Linked DNA regions of Mus musculus: region 1 is linked to region 2. The links are chromatin contacts, called in public Hi-C maps. All regions are on one chromosome and are shown on one strand. Each heading gives the region's core, a stretch centred on a gene start, on an enhancer-like site or on the middle of the called end of the contact. The rest is flanking DNA. Distances are from core to core; before and after follow the strand shown.

Region 1 (4,635 bases), core at 2,089-4,588, 760 kb before region 2:
AACAAACAAACAAACAAACAAACACAACACAACACAACACAACAAAACCCCAAAATACAACTACCACTATTGCATTAACCAGGTTCTTCAATTGTCAAAGGTGCATAACCAGTTAGGATAGACACCTGGCTGTTGGAACAGGGCCCCAGAGGGCCACTAATCCTTCCTTTCACTCAGTTAACTGCTGGATCCCCTAAACTAAATTCAACAGGTATGCAGTGGTAAATTCTGCCTATACTGAAGCCAAAGGGAAAATCAGCAGGGGCGGCAGCTCTTCTCTGAAAACACCCGAGGAACCAGCCAGAAAAGCTTTTATGGCCCCGACAAGTTTTCTGCTGAATACTGAGCACCTAAATTACCCTTCCCTAATGGAAGTTACATTTTCATGCTCAGTCAAAAAGCCACCAAAATACACAATTTATACAAAATAGCGCCTACCTCTCAGGTAGTCTTTCTGAGCATTTTTATCCCAATTCACAGCATATGTCTTGCTATAAAATAAAATATATTTCTTATAACCAATTGGACGTGGCTGTTCATATCACTGTTTTACAACTGCCTGTGGACAATATTAAATGCATGCTTACACCTAACCTGCCTCTACAAAAAACCAATAGCTTTATCAGAAGATAAAAATCCATAAAAAATACTAAATCTTAACATTGTTTACATTAAAAAACAACAACAAAAACCTTTATTGTGTGTGTGTGTGTGTTGCCACAGTGAGCACCTCAAAGTGAGAGGACAACTTTTGGGAACGGGGTTTTTTTTCCCTTCAAGGGAATTCCCATCTGGGGATCGGAGTCAGGTAGTCAGGCTTGGCTGTGAGTACTTGCCTCAGCTGTGCCATCTCACCGGCCCAAAATATCCTAATTCTTAGGATTTGCCAGGCACGCAGGCTTCTCTTAGAAACAAGCACGTGCCTACTTACACAGACAATTGTAGACTGGACCACTTCAATTCCAACTACATAACCTCATATTAACGCCTACAGATAATGATACAGCTCATGGAGAAACAGAAATGATTCACTTTCTAGAGTTGCCTTATTTTTCCCTTCTCAATATCTCCAGTCTATTAAAAAAAATGTGAAAATTAATTAGAAAACCCAATTTTCAAGTATTTAAAAATATAACTACTTTGTTATATACACTCTGAGAGAGCCTAGCACAGAGATACTTCCAGGTAAGGATTCTATAAATTCTACCTATGAATTTCTGAACAAGTGACAGGGGAGTCTTGAGGTCGCAATCACCCCATGAGAAATATATTCTTTACTGGATGTCTTTTTAGTAGGAACAGCTCAATTCTGATACACTGTTGTTCTCGGAGACTTCTAGAAAACACACTGCTGGGTTGCCTTAAAAAAGAAAAAAAAAAAAACTTCTCCCAATCTGCAGCACACAAATGCAAATTGAATTTCTGCCAGTTCGAGTATTTTTCTGGCTGAAAAGAAAGGAAATATTCTCATGGCCCTGCTGTTCTATACTTAAAAAGAGGGGAAAATAGACCATCTTAGGTGCCACTACAGAGACAGGTTTCCTTTGTCTGGCAGATTTAGTTGCAGGTTTTTGCCTAAGAAATAATTCTCGTTGAATTCTCATCGGCATGAGTGGAATGACTTACGTTGCCCTTTGAAACATCCCAAACTCTAATTTTTTTTTTTAAACAAGAAAATACAAAGCCAGTGTGTTACCCATACAGTCGCAAAGGAGAGCTGCCACCAGCTGAACTACTCAGTTAAATGGCTGGTTTGCATTGCCCTGGTCTTTATCTAGCACTGAGAATAGACTGCTGTTTTATCCAAAGAGGAATAAATAGCTGTTATTGTGACGCTGGCCCATCCCTTGGCTTTGCAATTCAAGTTTCTGTGAGGAAGAAATGTGTGATCTAACTGCAACTTGACCTGCGCCTTCTGAGATCTGTCTAGGTGCTCTGATGGAGCAGAGAATGTGGTGACGACAGGGACGTGCAAATTGAAGGTACAATTTTTGTTTGATGATAGTAGCGGGCAGAGAAGACATTTGAGAGTCAATATTTTTATGGCATCTAAGTTTGATTAACATGCAAAAAGATGAGCCCCCGCCCCACCTATCACTTTAATTGGTATCACATTCAATATACACTTTTTCTTCTGCTAAAGATAGGAAGATACACAGCTAACCCACCCAATGACATTCCTGCCAAAGTGGGCACAGATGATTCCTTGCAGATAAACATCTGAATTTCCACAAAAGGCATTAGAGCACTTCATGTAAGCAAGCAGGCAGGATGGGCTGGGGTCCCTGCAGCAAAGCTTCCTCCAGAGTAGCGCCTATTAAATGTTTACTATACACTCAAATCCCTGAAACTAACATTATATACTTATTTTTTTTCCATTTTTTATTAGGTATTTAGCTCATTATATACTTATTTTAAATAAGCTAATTGTGTGATCTTTCTTTCTTCCCCTCTTTTGTTCTTTCTTTTCCTTCTTTCCTTCCTTCCTTCCTTCCTTCCTTCCTTCCTTCCTTCCTTCCTTCCTTCCTTCCTTCCTTCCTTCCATCCTTTCTTCCTTTCTTACTTTCTTACTTTCCCCTGGTCGCAATGTAGTTTATCCAACGTTTAGTCAACATTTCTCTGGAAGAGACCTATTTTGAGGGAGCCTGAGACCAGCGGCGTTAGATTTAAGCCCTGATAGAGGCTCACTTTTCATTCATAGTCAGAGCCTAAATGTGCTCTTCTTGTACCTAAACAGATAATAAGCAGTCAGCGCACTCCCCCTCCTTGACACAGCGCACTGAGACTAATCACACATAATTGGGGAGGAGGAGCAGAGGGCTGGCCACGCTATTGTGTCCAGAGGACAAACGGTCAGTTTACGAGGCTTTGGGCTGCTGTAGTCATTTCTTATACATCTATAGGGGGAAAAAACATCCTGTTTAAAAAGAAAAAAATAATTAGAGAGACAGAGACAGAGAGACAGAGCAAGAGACGATAGATTGAAACAATTAATTGAGATATCAGAAAAATAAGGTTTGTTTATTTATCCAGAAAAGAAGGGTGATGCTTTCTGTGTTTGTGGATAAAGAATACTATTACCAAACAAGAACAAAGGCAATTAAAAAAAAGGAGGGGGGGCGGCAGATGGAAATCATCAAAAGAAATTGTGCTTTAGAGAGAAAACTATTTAGATTGCTCCACAAGTCAAATTCTGATCTAAGACAGGCTGCTGACACAGAAAAACACACAAAGGTTTGGTACGGAAGAGCAACAAGCTTCCTTAAAAAGGACTGGTGGGAGCGAGCGCGCTGCGGAGGGTGGGAGAGCTGCCGAGGGCCGGAGTAATGGGCGGAGTCCCAAGATGCGGAATGTTCGAAAGTGGGTGGAGCCCTGAGTCCCAGAGGCGCTGTGGCGGAGTTCTCATATAGTGTGGAAATCTTTCTCTGCATCTGATGTTTTCTTCTATCCCGTTTTGGTTAAAATAAGCAGAAGTGGGTAGTGCAGGTTTTCTTCATATATGTCTGACCCTTCTTTTTTCAACTGAAAATAACAGAAATACCAAATTTTTATAAATTAGTATTAATGTTAATTTTAACATCACGGTTTATTAACCTAAATATGTAATTCTGAGACATAATCACAGGAAAGCAACTCAACATTGTTTTTAGTGGTTCTGGTGTCACGATAATATTAACATAGGAATCGGGGGTGGGGGACGGGTTGCTGTTATGTTTTGTTTTGGGTGAGGATTGTGTGACTGTACCCAAACTACACCATGACTGAGGGAAAGCTGGGGTACCTTCATCTTTCCAGACTGGCGCTGGGCATGTCTCTTAGCCTGGTCCTTGCTGCCCTGGGCTCTAAGCAGGCAAGAGTATTGGAATAACTGGACACCATCGCAAGAGCTGGGCACCGAGACACAGCTGTGGGCTTCAGACATTTCAAAGGCTGTCTAGGTCTCGTTTGGGGGCATTTATAGCAAGTGGTGATTTAGGACCCCAGCCTACTCCCAGGAACATATTCCAACAGAGCAGCAACATTTGATGTGCTAAGACGAATTTGTGAGGGCCTTCTGTGATACAATTTTATATCCCAACCAACCTTCAAGCCTCAAGCACACATTCTGGCCTATGACAAGTGAAGTGCACTTTACCCCCTCATTTGGTTATAATAAACCTGACAGTCATGCTTATACTTATTCTATAAATAGCAGTTTATTAGTTTGTTTCTTCTTTTTCTTCCTTCTCTTCTTCTGTTTCTTTTGAGACAGGGTTTCCCTGTGTAACCCTGGCTGTCCTGAAACTCACTCTGTAGACCAGGCTGGCCTTGAACTCAAGAGATCTACCTGCCTCTGCCTCCTGAGTTTCTGGGATTAAAGACATGCTCCACCACACCTGGCTAGTTTCTAAGTTGATATTTTTGAGCTAATTGTTAATTTATTTTTAATCTATAAGGATAAGAAGTCTTTTTACTATACAGGAAAGCAACTCTTTTATTATTTCAAATCAGTCACTACTGGCCACCCTAAACAAACGTCTCAGGAAAGGCTCCACTATCATATTCTGCTGGAGATATGCTTACCTGCATCTTTTACAAGTACAAGTCTCTTCTAAATCCTATTCCAAAATGGTGATATGCCTCAGTATTAAAGAC
Region 2 (4,177 bases), core at 743-3,242:
AATTTCTCTGAATAAAGTATATTTTAGTACTTGTGAACTGCCAATTTTAAAGATCCTATCAAATATTTATATGATGGCTTGAAGCCATCTCAAAGACCCGTAGTCTTGAATTTTTAGTAGAAGTGTGGAGATGTCCGGCTTGATGTGAAGAGCCAGTGAGTGAGTTAGCTGTTTGCTGTGCTAAACTGGGTCTCTGAGGAGCAAAGTTGCCAGGAATTGAGAAGTAGATCTAGGTGTGGTGGCACACACATTCAGTCCCAGCACCAGAGGCTGAGGCAGGAAGAAGATCTCTGAGTTCAAAGCCAACCTGATTTACATATTTAGTTCTAGAACTCTTGTCTCAGGCAGAAACAATTGAGTTCAGATGTGTTGACACTCCAAGGGGAGGAGCATCTTTTACACACTGCAGAGATGGTCACAGAATTCAGAAGCACTCGGCCATCAGTATTACCTGTCCAAGGCTCCCATGGCTGCATGCATCTCTCATTACCTTCTGAACAGATTGTGAACTCTGGCTCTTGGTCCCATAGTCCCACAGACCCGCAGCATCACATCAAATTGAATCAGGTATATTGAGTTCCATGGCTCCTAAGCACTGATTACCATACCAGGCACCCCTCTTGCCTGATTATCAGGATAAGAAAACCTAAGTCAGTTTGCGTAGGTTTGCAGCAATAAGTCAGATATAAGCTAGGGCTTCCTAAAAAGTCTTTTTCTTGAGCTGGAGAGATGGCTCAGTGGTTAAAAGAACTTGTTGCTCTTGCAAAGGACCTGGGTTCAGTTCCCACCCAGCACCCATATGACTGCTTACAACATTCTGTGTGTGTAACTCGACTTCCAGAGTGTCCAGTTATGGTCTCCTTGGACACCGCATGCACATGCGTGTTAAGCGCACATATATGCATTTAAATGCAGGCAAAAACGAAGGTAAAATAAAAATGTGTTTTTCAAAGTCTTTCCCACTGGGCATAGTTGTAGATGCCTTTAATCCCAGCATTTGAGAAACAGAGGCAGGTAGGTGTTGAATTCAAGGCCAACCATGACCATACAGACCCTGTCTCAAAAAAAAAAAAAAAAAAGAAAGAAAAAAGTAACCATGAGAATACAAAACTAAGGCAGTCCAATTAAAAGTCTAAAACAACAAAACACCCTTCACACTGATACAGTGTTACCAGTTTCTGGACATCTTACACTGAAAAACGTTTTTTTCTTCTATTTAATCCAATAGCCAGTGCTTGGTATAATCAAATTTATGAGTCGCAGCAAATTATAGACAAGCTTTATGTTGCAAATCACTTTCTGGTATAATCACGCCTGCAGTCCACAGTGCATGCATTCTGCACACCTCCCTCATGGCTTTCAGCACAATTTTCATTTAATATTTGCCTCTCTGAAAAAAATATTTGTAGAATTTCTAAGCAAAAGCAACATTTCTTCAAGTGTGGTGGAACTGATAACCACAGGAGGTCCAAAATCACGGTAATTTATCGCTTTGCTGTTGTACAATCATGCGTGGGAGTGTTTCCATTAGAAATGTATCCTGCTTTCAGGCCAGCAGACTTTACAAAGCCCACATTATACAGCCTGAGTACAAATAGAGAACGTGGCTGCATTAGCAGAGTGAAAGCAGCCAGTTCTCTTTTGCATACGGATTAGAAACAGCAGCCCCAGGTAAGACAGACTCCAGACTTCCTGCTCTTGCAAGCTGCTTTGCACAGTCGCTGGAGCTGAAATCCATCTGTAGCATCTTCACTGACCCTGCCCGGGCAGCCACTGGAGACCATTCTTGGCCTGTTTATTCTTTCCAAAGCCCCGGGGTTCTTCTAATGTTCTGCAGACCTACCTGGTGGGTTCACAGTGGGCCTCATGGGGTGAGCCCCATGGATTTCAGGCCGTGCTTCCTTGCAAGCTCTGTTTACGAAATGCCTGGTTTGTGCACACTGGACAGTTCCCCTCCATGTGCTATTCTTTGGTCCCCAAAATGTAGCTCAGTTGGGAGGGTGGATCTGAGGCCCAAGGAGTCCTCCAAAACAAAAAGCTTTGTCAGTGAGGCCAGCTGATCATGATGTGAAATCTGTAAGTTGATGACCTCAGATACTTGTCACTGTTGGCGACCTTTCAACTGTGTTCTGAAGTCAGACCTAGCACATTAGAGATTCTGTGCTGCAGTAATGAAGTTAACAGAAGAAAAGAAGAGAAAATAAGGCTTCCCTTTTCTAGCAAGGAACAGCAGAGCTGTTTTTCAGTTTGGAGAAACAACACTTCAACTCTACAAACAGACAAGGCTGTCATATACAATAAACAAGCAGGTCACCTAGCCAGTGGACAGCAGGCAAGTGCTGAGAAAGCCTAACCCACTTCCTGAACGCTTCTCTTTCATTCCGAGCTGGAAGCCCCACACACTGCTGTACCACTCTCTGTACCAGCCTGCCCTCCCTAACACGGACACTGAACGTTGCTCTGGACCATGGCTGGCAATATTTGTTTTAGGTTTGGGTGTTGGGGCTTGAGCCTCAGGCTTTTGATTTAATTACCTCTTCTGCCACCAAGCTCTTTACCCTAGCTGTTCACAGGAACCGTCCTAGATGACCAGTTTATCAAACACAAGTGACATCGGAGGTAAGATGGGAGCCGACATAAGGACATTTTCAGGCACGCACACTGAACTGTTGTCCAAATAACTTATATCTGCAGCAAAATACCCAAGGGCTTGCTTCCTTTGCAGCCGGCTCCTCCCGGTGCCTCATGGCTGGTGTGCCCTAAGGAAGCTGCTCCCCTGTGCCAGGCCACGATTTTCTGCTAAGTAATTTGAGTGTTGGAAGGACCCTTGGATTTGACATACTTTCAGTATGTTCTCTGTATGTAGTTTAATCTACATTAAAAAAAAAAAAAAAAAAGCAGGATATCTACCCCTGTAGACAGGTCAACCCAGGGAAAGATTATTTTAAGTATCTTTAAGAGCAAGAGCGGTTTTAAAAAATTACAAAAACATAGATGATTATTTTCAGTTTAATTGTTAGTTCCCCATCAATAGTGTAACTTGAATTTGGAAAGTTTACAGTGTACATTTTATAACTTCCTCTTTGGATTAAGAGTCTGCAAGCTGCAGCCTCAGGCCAAGTCTAGGAGCTATGTGCTTCTATAAGCTGTTTTACTGAAACACACCCACATCTTCCACATTCTACTGTGGTTGCAACAGTTCACATCAGCACAGCCTACTGGCAGGCTATATGGCTATCAAAGCCTAAAATATCCTTAGCAGAAAAAATTTACAACCCACAAGAAAAATCTGCCCCTTTGCAATGAAGATAAGGGGCACTGGATAGTACTGGATGTTCCTAGCACCCCGGCCTTTCTCTTCCCGGGCCTTGTGTGCCCTGGAGAACATTGGAGTTAGAGCCTAGGATGCATCAACACCAGCTATGATGCACTCAGACAGGATGGAGGACTCCTGCTCTGTGGGCAAGCCTGAGTTTCAGCATCTTTGGTGCTCTGAGTTCTGGGTACCACAGCATACTGAGTGACAAGCTTACAAAGTCAGATGACTGCTTTCTGCTTCTTCTACACTTCTCCATCCAGGCCTAAAGACAGTGGGTTACCAAAACAGAGCTGGGACCTGGGGAGGGGCTGCAGAACAGACTGGAGGCTCTGCAGATAGAGTCATGCATGGGGAATGAACCAAAGGGAGAGTACAAACAGGACTCATCAGAAGAGGGATGGACACAGAAACCAGGTGTCTCCCATGCACAGACTGGGGAAGCTGTTAAAGCGAGTGCTGGATGAACTAGAGTATGAACACGAACACATACGCAGTTAAGACTGAGTACACACATGCACATTTGCACACGTGTTCACTCACTGCCCACTGAGAGTCCGGAAGTAGCGATGCACAGCAGCCGAGCAGACTCATTCACTTCTGGGCTCCTATCTATCTTTCCCCACTAAAAAGTCAGGTTTCTACAGAGAAGCATCCAACCCCAGGGCTGAGCTTGGAAAATTCAAGATGATCCCTGATCCTCAAATACTTTGTTTTGTTAGAGTTCCCAGTGACTGAAAGGAACATGATTAAGAAGATACATCCAGGCGGTGGTGGCGCACGCCTTTAATCCCAGCACTTGGGAGGCAGAGGCAGGCGGATTTCTGAGTTTGAGGCCAGCCTGATCTACAGAGTGAGTTC

The links. A called contact is a pair of places that touch in the nucleus more often than the background predicts.
Region 1: a Hi-C map of the N1E-115 cell line shows a contact between it and region 2, with 3 times the contacts expected there. The contact joins two enhancer-like sites. A contact is called at or near these places in 2 of 39 promoter capture datasets (the C10 cell line and embryonic stem cells), 1 of 484 Hi-C or Micro-C datasets (the N1E-115 cell line), 2 of 115 datasets of contacts at active chromatin or transcription factors (astrocytes and embryonic stem cells) and 1 of 9 other capture datasets (embryonic stem cells).

Annotation. Positions count from the first base shown.
Region 1 is chr17:85,456,949-85,461,583 of GRCm38.p6, reverse strand. It overlaps Camkmt (calmodulin-lysine N-methyltransferase), which reads right to left. Exons shown (of 11, transcript NM_028576.3): 11 at 2,995-3,522. The coding sequence ends at 3,445. Among named protein-coding and RNA genes, the nearest start is that of Six3os1, 160 kb to the left of the region's middle. Within about 2 kb of position 3,338, at least 29 of the 459 cell types and tissues checked have an H3K27ac peak or open chromatin away from gene starts, as enhancers often do. A contact at or near this core is called in the N1E-115 cell line, where this site is marked.
Region 2 is chr17:84,700,571-84,704,747 of GRCm38.p6, reverse strand. No RefSeq gene overlaps it. Among named protein-coding and RNA genes, the nearest start is that of Abcg8, 20 kb to the right of the region's middle. Within about 2 kb of position 1,992, at least 21 of the 459 cell types and tissues checked have an H3K27ac peak or open chromatin away from gene starts, as enhancers often do. A contact at or near this core is called in the N1E-115 cell line, where this site is marked.